Regions from separate parts of the Oryctolagus cuniculus genome. Here region 2 is linked to region 1. Evidence: chromatin contacts called from public Hi-C data. All regions are on one chromosome and are shown on one strand. The core of a region is the stretch at or near the end of the contact, and the rest is flanking DNA. Distances in the headings are between cores, read along the strand shown.

What was found. Hi-C and Micro-C count contacts between places; a contact is called where the count stands out from the background.
Region 2: a contact with region 1 is called in a Hi-C map of an unstated tissue, with 3 times the contacts expected there. The contact joins two enhancer-like sites. A contact is called at or near these places in 2 of 6 Hi-C or Micro-C datasets (ear pinna and an unstated tissue).

The regions. Positions count from the first base shown.
Region 1 is chr4:54,310,423-54,314,893 of mOryCun1.1, reverse strand. All of the region lies in intron 1 of CMSS1 (cms1 ribosomal small subunit homolog), which reads right to left. The region is part of intron 5 of FILIP1L (filamin A interacting protein 1 like); the gene reads left to right. Among named protein-coding and RNA genes, the nearest start is that of CMSS1, 21 kb to the right of the region's middle. Within about 2 kb of position 2,478, at least 1 of the 8 cell types and tissues checked has an H3K27ac peak or open chromatin away from gene starts, as enhancers often do.
Region 2 is chr4:54,649,353-54,653,494 of mOryCun1.1, reverse strand. The region is part of intron 2 of CMSS1 (cms1 ribosomal small subunit homolog); the gene reads right to left. The region is part of intron 1 of LOC108178016 (a long non-coding RNA gene); the gene reads left to right. Among named protein-coding and RNA genes, the nearest start is that of FILIP1L, 47 kb to the right of the region's middle. Within about 2 kb of position 1,399, at least 2 of the 8 cell types and tissues checked have an H3K27ac peak or open chromatin away from gene starts, as enhancers often do.

The DNA of each region.
Region 1 (4,471 bases), core at 1,229-3,728:
AGTTACTTTTTAAACAACACAAATTCTTCAAGAATACAGTAATATCCTTCGGTATTAACAAATCAGCTAGGTTTATTTCTTCTTTTTAAAAAAATAAATGAAAGTTATTTCTTATCTGTTCTGTTGTTCCTGCCTGAATACACCTGTATCAGTCACTTTTTAAACCACAGAAAATTTTAGAAAGAGGAGCTAATTAAAAACTGCAGAACTTCAAAGAGTCTTTAGCCTAAGAGGTAAACCATTCCTTCAGGGCAATAAGCAGGGAGTCAGTGGTAGGGATCACACTGCAATGTACAACATCTCTTATAGTAACATGTGTAAGCAGCCCATTTATTCTACATAAAACTTTTTTTTCTGGTTATAATAATACAAATTTATTACAGCAACCTTGGAAAATGTAAGTGCTTTTGAGGCTGCTGCTTTTGGCTCCTAAGAAGGGTAATGAGAAGACTATGAAGAACAATGGACAATTATTAATACTTTTTCAGAGACAAACCTATCAACTACGGCCCTATTCCAGGTTTTTCTCAGATTGCCAATGAGGAAGGAAATTCACTTGGTGGGAAAGGGGGGCCATCCTGCCCTTACTGCAATTCCCCTGTGCCAGAAAGTGGCAAATTCTTCCACAGAGTACAAGGTTTATGTAATCTGTCTGCTCAGTCCAGACACAATGGCTAAGGGGTCAGCCAGGTCACTGAAGGAGAGGGGCAGGATTTCCTTTCCCCTAGCAGTCCAATTCCTGCTGCAATAATGGTAAAATCACTGCACATTGTTCAAGTACTGGGAAGAAATGTACAGTTGTTCTAAGATGTAAGACTGAGAAGAAGTGAAAAAATTGAATGGGTCCAAATGAAAGAAAAAGAAGGGAGAGCGGGGGAGAAAGGGTATCAGTACAGGAAAGAAAAGAAAAAAAAAAAAGCTGAGATGAAAGAAAACCCTCACAGACGAATGAAAGAAAGAAGATAAACAAGTTAGACAACAATCAGGTTCATATATTTTAAGTTAACAAAGTATTTCTACATGTGATGCTCTATGTCTGGCACAAATGAAAACCACGGAGTTAGGAAGGATTCTAAAAACTATAATTCAGTGTTTATTCTTGGCTTGCCCCCACTGTCCATTATGTAGTTACCACAGAAAGGCAGATGGAGAGGTGACTAGGTGTGACCACAAACCACAATACGTTATAGAACTTTCACCTCAGAAACTGGACAACTCTGTGATATAAAACATAGCAGTGAAACACTATTTAAAACTAAAGGTAGCTAATCAAATTATAGTATCCCTTGCAGTGTAAAACTAAAGCTTTTAGTGATAAGGTTTTATTACATAATGAAGAAATCCTGAGAAAATCAAGGGAAAAAAGCCAAAGCAGCATAAGAAACTTTGGGCTATTTGCCATATTCATTATCTGTTATTTCCATTCCCCCTCCCCAACACAAATTAGCTGTGATTTGCCAAAAAATATAAAAGACAAAAGAAGATAAAGCAGTAATTTTTTGAAGCAATTTTTCTCCAGTTTAGCATTTCCTCCTTTTCACCACCATATCCATCATCATTACTTATGTACTTTCCCACTGAACACTGAGATAAAAACAAAAATACAAAAACACTGTCATTCTGATAACATGGCCTTGACCAAGCATTCCACAGCTGGGACCCTTTGGAAGTCCAGAAGCCCTGAATCTAGTCTTTCCCCGACTTGTCCTCAATTACCACAAATCAAAATAACCCAGGTCCTTGGGAGTCTTGAACCTTTCAATCCTTAGAGGTCAAGGTGTGATGAGGGGCCCTGCAGTCCCAGGGGTCAGGATCATTCCTGAAGGGACACAGTATGTTGACAACACAGCTTCAGAAAGTTCAAAGTACTCACAAAATTCATTTTGAGAAAGGAAACATCCTGACTCCAGCTGTCAAATTAGGATTTGATAGCTTTTTCATAAATGCTGGTTTTGCTCTGGTATATTTCCAAACTTCAGCCTTCCATGATAATGTGAAAGAACACAAGGGTCATGTAGAAACTGGTTGAGAGAACTGCGACTTTGACTACAACTGAAAACACGTCACCTTGGGTGCAATCTGTTGAAATCTTTACTTAGCATATACTAAGCTGATCTTCTATATATAAAGATAATGAAAAATGAATCTTAATGAAGAATGGGATGGGAGAGGGAGTAGGAGATGGGATGGTTTGCGGGTGGGAGGGTGGTTATGGGGAGAAAAAACCACTATAATCCAAAAGTTGTACTTCCGAAATTTATATTTATTAAATAAAAGTTTTCTAAAAAAAAAAAAAAAGAATGAATGAATGAATGAATGAAAAAAAGAAAACATGTCATCTAAACTTCTTTTGGCCACTAAGGCTCCCTGTCATCCAGTGACTCACAGCAACCAGGGAATCTTGCAGATTGCTAGGTTTCTTTTTAGAACTTAGGGACAAAATAAGCCAACACTTAGAATTTAATGAATACATTCCACAGATAGATTTCTTTTCCTCCTACTGCTCCCTTGATAGAACCATTGCCTCTGCCTCAGCATCCCTCATACTTGTAATCCATTCCAAATCTCAACTTCCTTGTTAAGTTGAATTGAGCATTTTTTTAAAAAAGTCTTTTTCTTTTATGAATGAGCTTTCCAATTTATTTAATCTCCTTCAAAACATCTGCTTTCTGATGAAACCCAGAGATTCCTACTTGGAGTAGAGCATTTGCTGTGTGGTCTTAAAAGAGCCATATGCATGGATTCCTCCTGCAATATATACTCCAAATTTGGATAAAACAAACTTACTTGGAGCTCTTTGACATGATGCTCTATAAAAATGATCCAAGACATGACACATTTTAAAGCTGCATACCTCATTTATTGAAAAATGTCCAAGTATAAAATTCATACGATAAAAAAAAACAGCATCTTTTTTATTTTTTGGAAATAACATTTAGAGTTGTCCTAATAAAGTAACCAGCCTTTGCTGCCATCTAGAGGTTAAAGCTATGTAGCTAAATCAGAATTACCAAGAAAAGCACAAAGCTTACAGCATGAACAGTACAAAAACAGAAACTCACTAACTATTGGGCAGTCAGCTCCTATAAATGTCCACCATCCCAAGTCACATTTTCTTTTCCAACACATATCACTGTTGCTTAAAAGAAATAAGCTCACCTATACTGTATTCTTTGTGAATTGGTTTGCTGAACAGATTTAATAAACTGTGGTGCTCACTAAAAATTCATATGCCCATAATTCCACTCCTAGACAATCTTAAATCCAAGTTCAGCATCTGGGCCTTTGCCCAGATTTTAAAAGCCCCACAGATGATTCTGATGAGCATTCTTCAAGGTCACCACTGGCCCCTAATGCCCTGGCCTATCACAGTGCTGGACTATCTACTGGGCCAGAGTCCCACATAAAAGAAATCTTAAAGCTCATGTCTAAAAAAGGTTCAGCTACGCAATTAGTTCCTCAAAGTGTGGGGCTAACCACCTACATTAGAATAAATTACCTTGAGTATATGTTAAAAATGTGGATCTCAGGGCATATCCACAGACAAATGAATTACAATATCTAAGGGAGAGGCCCAGGAATATACAATTAAGAAAGTAAATCTACAATTTAAGATTCCAACAAAGATTTTTTTACACTAAATTGGCTAACCAATGTAAATCTTGACAAAGTTTATCACGGAAACCTATCTTGGACAGGCTATTACTAATTCTATGGTCATATTATCAGCACACTTGATCAGTCCATCACTTATTTCAACTACAAATAACATGGCTGATGTTCACAGAAATGTCCTAATCTCTGAGATATATCACTCCTTTTCTAATCTCTTAATACGTTAGTACTGCTTTTTATACTTGTAATACTTATTATAGAAAGTGTAGAGAATGCAGATAATGTAAGAAAAATAAAAAGGATCTATAACCCCACTTGCCAGAGTTAAATGCTAACAGCATGAGTACGTTTTCTTCTAGCATTTTCTCTTCAGGCATAGGTATTTAAAACATGTATACAGTTTTTTATCTTGCTTTTTGATACTTCTAAATAAATATTTTCCTACATCTTCAAAGCATTATTGTTTAAAGATAATCTATTTCACTGTGATGATACTGTAATTCACTAGCAGTTTTAAACTGTGTCCATTTTCATTATATTCCTAAAATAAACATCATTGTCTGCCTCTCTGATTATTTCCTAGAAAAGATTTGAACAACAAAATGCCTAAGTCAGAGAGTGTGAGTTCTACAGAACTTAATCACTTCTATAATCATGGTTGAAGCTGCTCATCTCATGAAACCCTTACTGGTGTGTGGAGTTCTATTTTTCTAAAACAAAAACAAAAACAAAAACAAAACATAAAAGCTTTGGCTATTTGAGAGATAAAAATGTTAAAGCAGCACTTCAGCACTGAAGATAAGTATACCATGAAATCAAATTGAACTATAGGAATACCATTAGATAACATCAGAGT
Region 2 (4,142 bases), core at 150-2,649, 340 kb before region 1:
GGAGTGCAGTGGAGGATGGCCCAGGTGCTTGGGCCCTGCACCCCATGGGAGACCAGGAAAAGCACCTGGCTCCTGGCTCCTGCCATCAGATCAGCGCGGTGTGCCGGCCGCAGCACGCCAGCCGCGGTGGCCATTGGAGGGTGAACCAATGGCAAAGGAAGACCTTTCTCTCTGTCTCTCTCTCTCACTGTCCACTCTGCCTGTCAAAAAATAAATAAATAAAAAATACTGGAAAATCTTTAAACAAAAATCAAATTGAGTGAGTGTATATGTGTACTTTGTATGTGCAGGGTATTAATGTTCAAAGACAGAGGCCAGGATTGTTAAAAAAAAAAAAAAAGGTAGAAATGTATGTGATTAAAATTGAAATGTGGTGGGGTAAGACAGTTTTTGAGCCTGTATTTCAAAGTTACCAGTTTATTATTTTGTACTATCCATTCCTTTCCTCTTTTCTATAATCATAGAAAATCTGAAGTAGGATACATTTATTTATGTTTTTATAAAACCAGCTGTACCAAATGCCTTTTCTACAGTGATTACAGATTAAATGTCTCATAAGAGTCTGATAACAAGTCTCGGCACCACAGCAGCCAGAATAATCTGCTCTGCCAGTTGCACTGACCCCCGAGTATCCTACACAGTTTAGTGCTATTTTTACCCTGAGCTTGTTTTATTTTTTTTTATGTAGGAAAAAAAACAGGAAATTTAGACTAAGACCTTGGCTTATAAAATCAAATGCCTCAAATTCCATATTTATTAATCATGAGCAGGAATATAAAATGTTTCCTGTGCTTTTATGTAGCATTTTTAGACAGGTTGCCAAGGAAGATATAAAATATAAGTGAAAACTTATTCTGAATTTTCTCTTGATTAAGTTTCCATTCCAACTAGAGAATGCTCAGTTTACGTTGGTAAATTGCTAACTAGAGCAATCTTGCCTCTACTGGCTCTGTTTAAAATGATTACAGAAGAATCTTTCTATGAAAACTTGCAGACAGCTTGTAGATTAAGAATGCTTATGGCCTGAAGTCACAGAGAAAGATAGAATGCTACATAATTTCTTCAAGACACTGGGCCAGCAAGGGACCAGCAGTTTCTGGATTCTGTTTCAGTTTGTGGAGACAGATTCAAGGTTTGGTATTAAAACAACACAGGGATCTTGAAATTTTAGCTTCTTCTCAATTAAAACAAAAAACCTGTAAAGGGCAATTGTATCGTGGCTAAAGAAAAGAATGACCTCTTTTATTTAGAAAGCTAAGCTGTCTTGGGGATGTTGATACATGCCAATTAGAAACTGGGCCACAGCCACTAACTATATTACAGAAGATGCCAGATTGTCAGGAGTCAATTATAGAGCAGGCCATCATCAGTCAGTGTTCCTCAGGCAAAGGACTGAATGTGCTCAGTGGATCTCCTCAGTTACACTGCAGTGTCTCTTCACCAGTATCAAAGTTCTGGTGAAGCAGATTTAGAAACCTGTCACATTTTCTCATTTAGCCTATGGAGGTGCTTTCTAGGAGTATATTCAACATAGTTGTATTCGTGCTACATTTACAGAACCAATGAATTCAAATACAATTCAAATTTAGAGAAAAGTTATAAGGATACAGATATTCAGTTATGAAGCAAACATGAAAATGAAATTTTGAATCATGTATAGGAAAAAAAGAAGCATGCTTGAAGAATGGCTTTCATCATCAACATACTGAATCAGGTTTAACAGTTAGCTTCAAATTGTTAGACCATCCTAAAGGAAATGCCATAGATTTCTTTTCTGGGACCAGTCCCCTTTGCAGGCCATGGGTAATTTTTCCATATAGGTAAGATGGCAGTATGCAGAAATCCAAATCCACAGCACTGAAAATTCCCACAATTAGTCAGCTGTCTTATGAATATTGATCTCTATCCTCAGATACCATGGAAGATGTGGGAGACAGAGGTTTGGTTACTACCTATTTCTGGAAACCAATTCCAACAGCATGTGACTTTGAGAGTTGATAAGTAATATTTCTTCATATATAAGGTAGTAACCTTAAATATTTAGTATAAAGAATTATGTAAGCTGATTTCTAAAAATTTGTCAAAAAATAGAAGCAAAAGAGAAGTTAATTTGGTATAAAAATTTTTGAAATTCATCCATAGGTTTTTTTCATAACATGCATTTTCCACGAGTTTTGGAATACACTTGTACATAGACAAAATGTTACCAAAAACATAGGTTTTAAGAAAAACAATTGGAAGACCAGTATCTGCAAATAATAATTGATAGAATTAAAAAGGAGAGAATGATCCTACATGGGAAGCAGGATACACAGCAGACTCATAGAATGGCAAATGCCCTAAACAGCAATCTGGCCTCAGAATCAGCCCTTAAGGCATTCAGATCTGGCTAAAAAGCCCATGAGAGTTTCGCAGGCATGGAAAGCCAAGACACTCTGGCAAAAAAAAAAAAAAAAAAAAAAAAAAAAAAAAAATGACCTAAATGAAAGATCTCTGTGCGTGAAATCCCAGTGGAAAGAATGGGCCATCAAAGAAGGAGGTACCTTTCTCTGAAGGGAGGAGAGAACTTTCACTTTGACTATGGCCTTGTCTAAATAAGATCGGAGTTGGTGAACTCAAGAGGCTTCCATAGCCTTGGCAGCTCATCACAAGAGCCTCAGGTGATTACCAACGTCATAAATAAGAGTGTCAACTGTTAATCAACAATGGGAGTCACTGTGAACCTGCTCCCCATGTAGGATCTCTGTCCTTAATGTGTTGTACTATGCAAATTAATGGTAAAACTACTACCCAAACAGTACTCTATACTTTGTGTGTCTGTGTGGGTGCAGTCTGTTGAAATCTTTACTTAGTATATACTAAGTTGATCTTCTGTATGTAAAGATAATTGAAAATGAATCTTGATGAAGAATGGGATGGGAGAGGGAGTGGGAGATGGGATGGTTGTGGGTGGGAGGGAGGTTATAGGGGGAAAAGCCACTATAATTCAAAAGTTGTACTTTGGAAATTTATATTTATTAACACTAGGCTGTATCTCCTATCCTGGCAGCCAAGCAACTCTCTCCTTTCACCTGGCCCTTCCTGTTAGCAGACTTGAGGTCTATTCCCTGGAGAAATCAAGGGACCAAAACATCTAGCAGAGGAAAGGAGGCAGAGATTGACGTTCCCTACACCTTCTGCCCCTGTTCCATGCTTATATATTGCAGGCTGGAGACTATTAAAATCTTCTTTGGAAAATGAAGTGAGCTGAGAGAAATGCCACAATACAGGAAGATTTGGAGGTCCAGCTTGTTCTCCAGTATCATAAGGAACACTAATCAATAAGCCATGTACATGCACAAGAAGTTTCACAGTTTCTTAGATTTATTTTATTTATCTGAAATGCAGAGTTACATATATAGAGAGGGACAGAGGGAGAGAGAGAAGAGAGAGATTGATCTTCCATCTACTGGTTCACTCCCCAAATGGCAGCAACAGCCAGGGCTGGGTCAAACTGAATCCAGGAGCCAGGAGCTTCTTCTGGTCAGGTGAGTACAAGGGCCCAAGGACTTGGGCCATCTTACACTGCTTTTCCAGGTGCATTAGCAGTGAGCTGTATAGGAAGTGAAGCAGCCAGGACTTGAACCAGCACCCATATGGGATGCTGGTATTGGAAGTAGCAGCTTTAATCACTATGTCATAATGCTGGCCCCTCCATGAACTTTTTAGTAAATCTCTTCAATAATAGACAACTAAGGCTCAGACATCTAAGTAAAGTACAAAGTGTGAGCAAATAAACAACAAAAAGAACCCAGATTAGAATGAGACAGTACTTCAAAACAATTACATTCTCTCAGAGAGATAAAGGAAGATTTTGCTGCCATGAAGCAAAAATAAGATGCTATCAGAAAATATTTAAATATTGAAACAGTTAAGAAATTTGGAATAAAAAATATAAGAGGAAGGCTTGAAGATACAGGCAAACTACCATAAAGAGGTTAAAAAAAAAAAGGTAAGAAAAAAAAGGTAAGAAAATTAGAGAAATCTGGCCGGCGATGCAGCTCAGTAGGCTAATCCTCCACCTGTGGGGCCGGCACCCCAGGTTCTACTCCTGGTTGGGGCACTGGATTCTGTCCCGGTTGCTCCTTTTCCAGTCTAGCTCT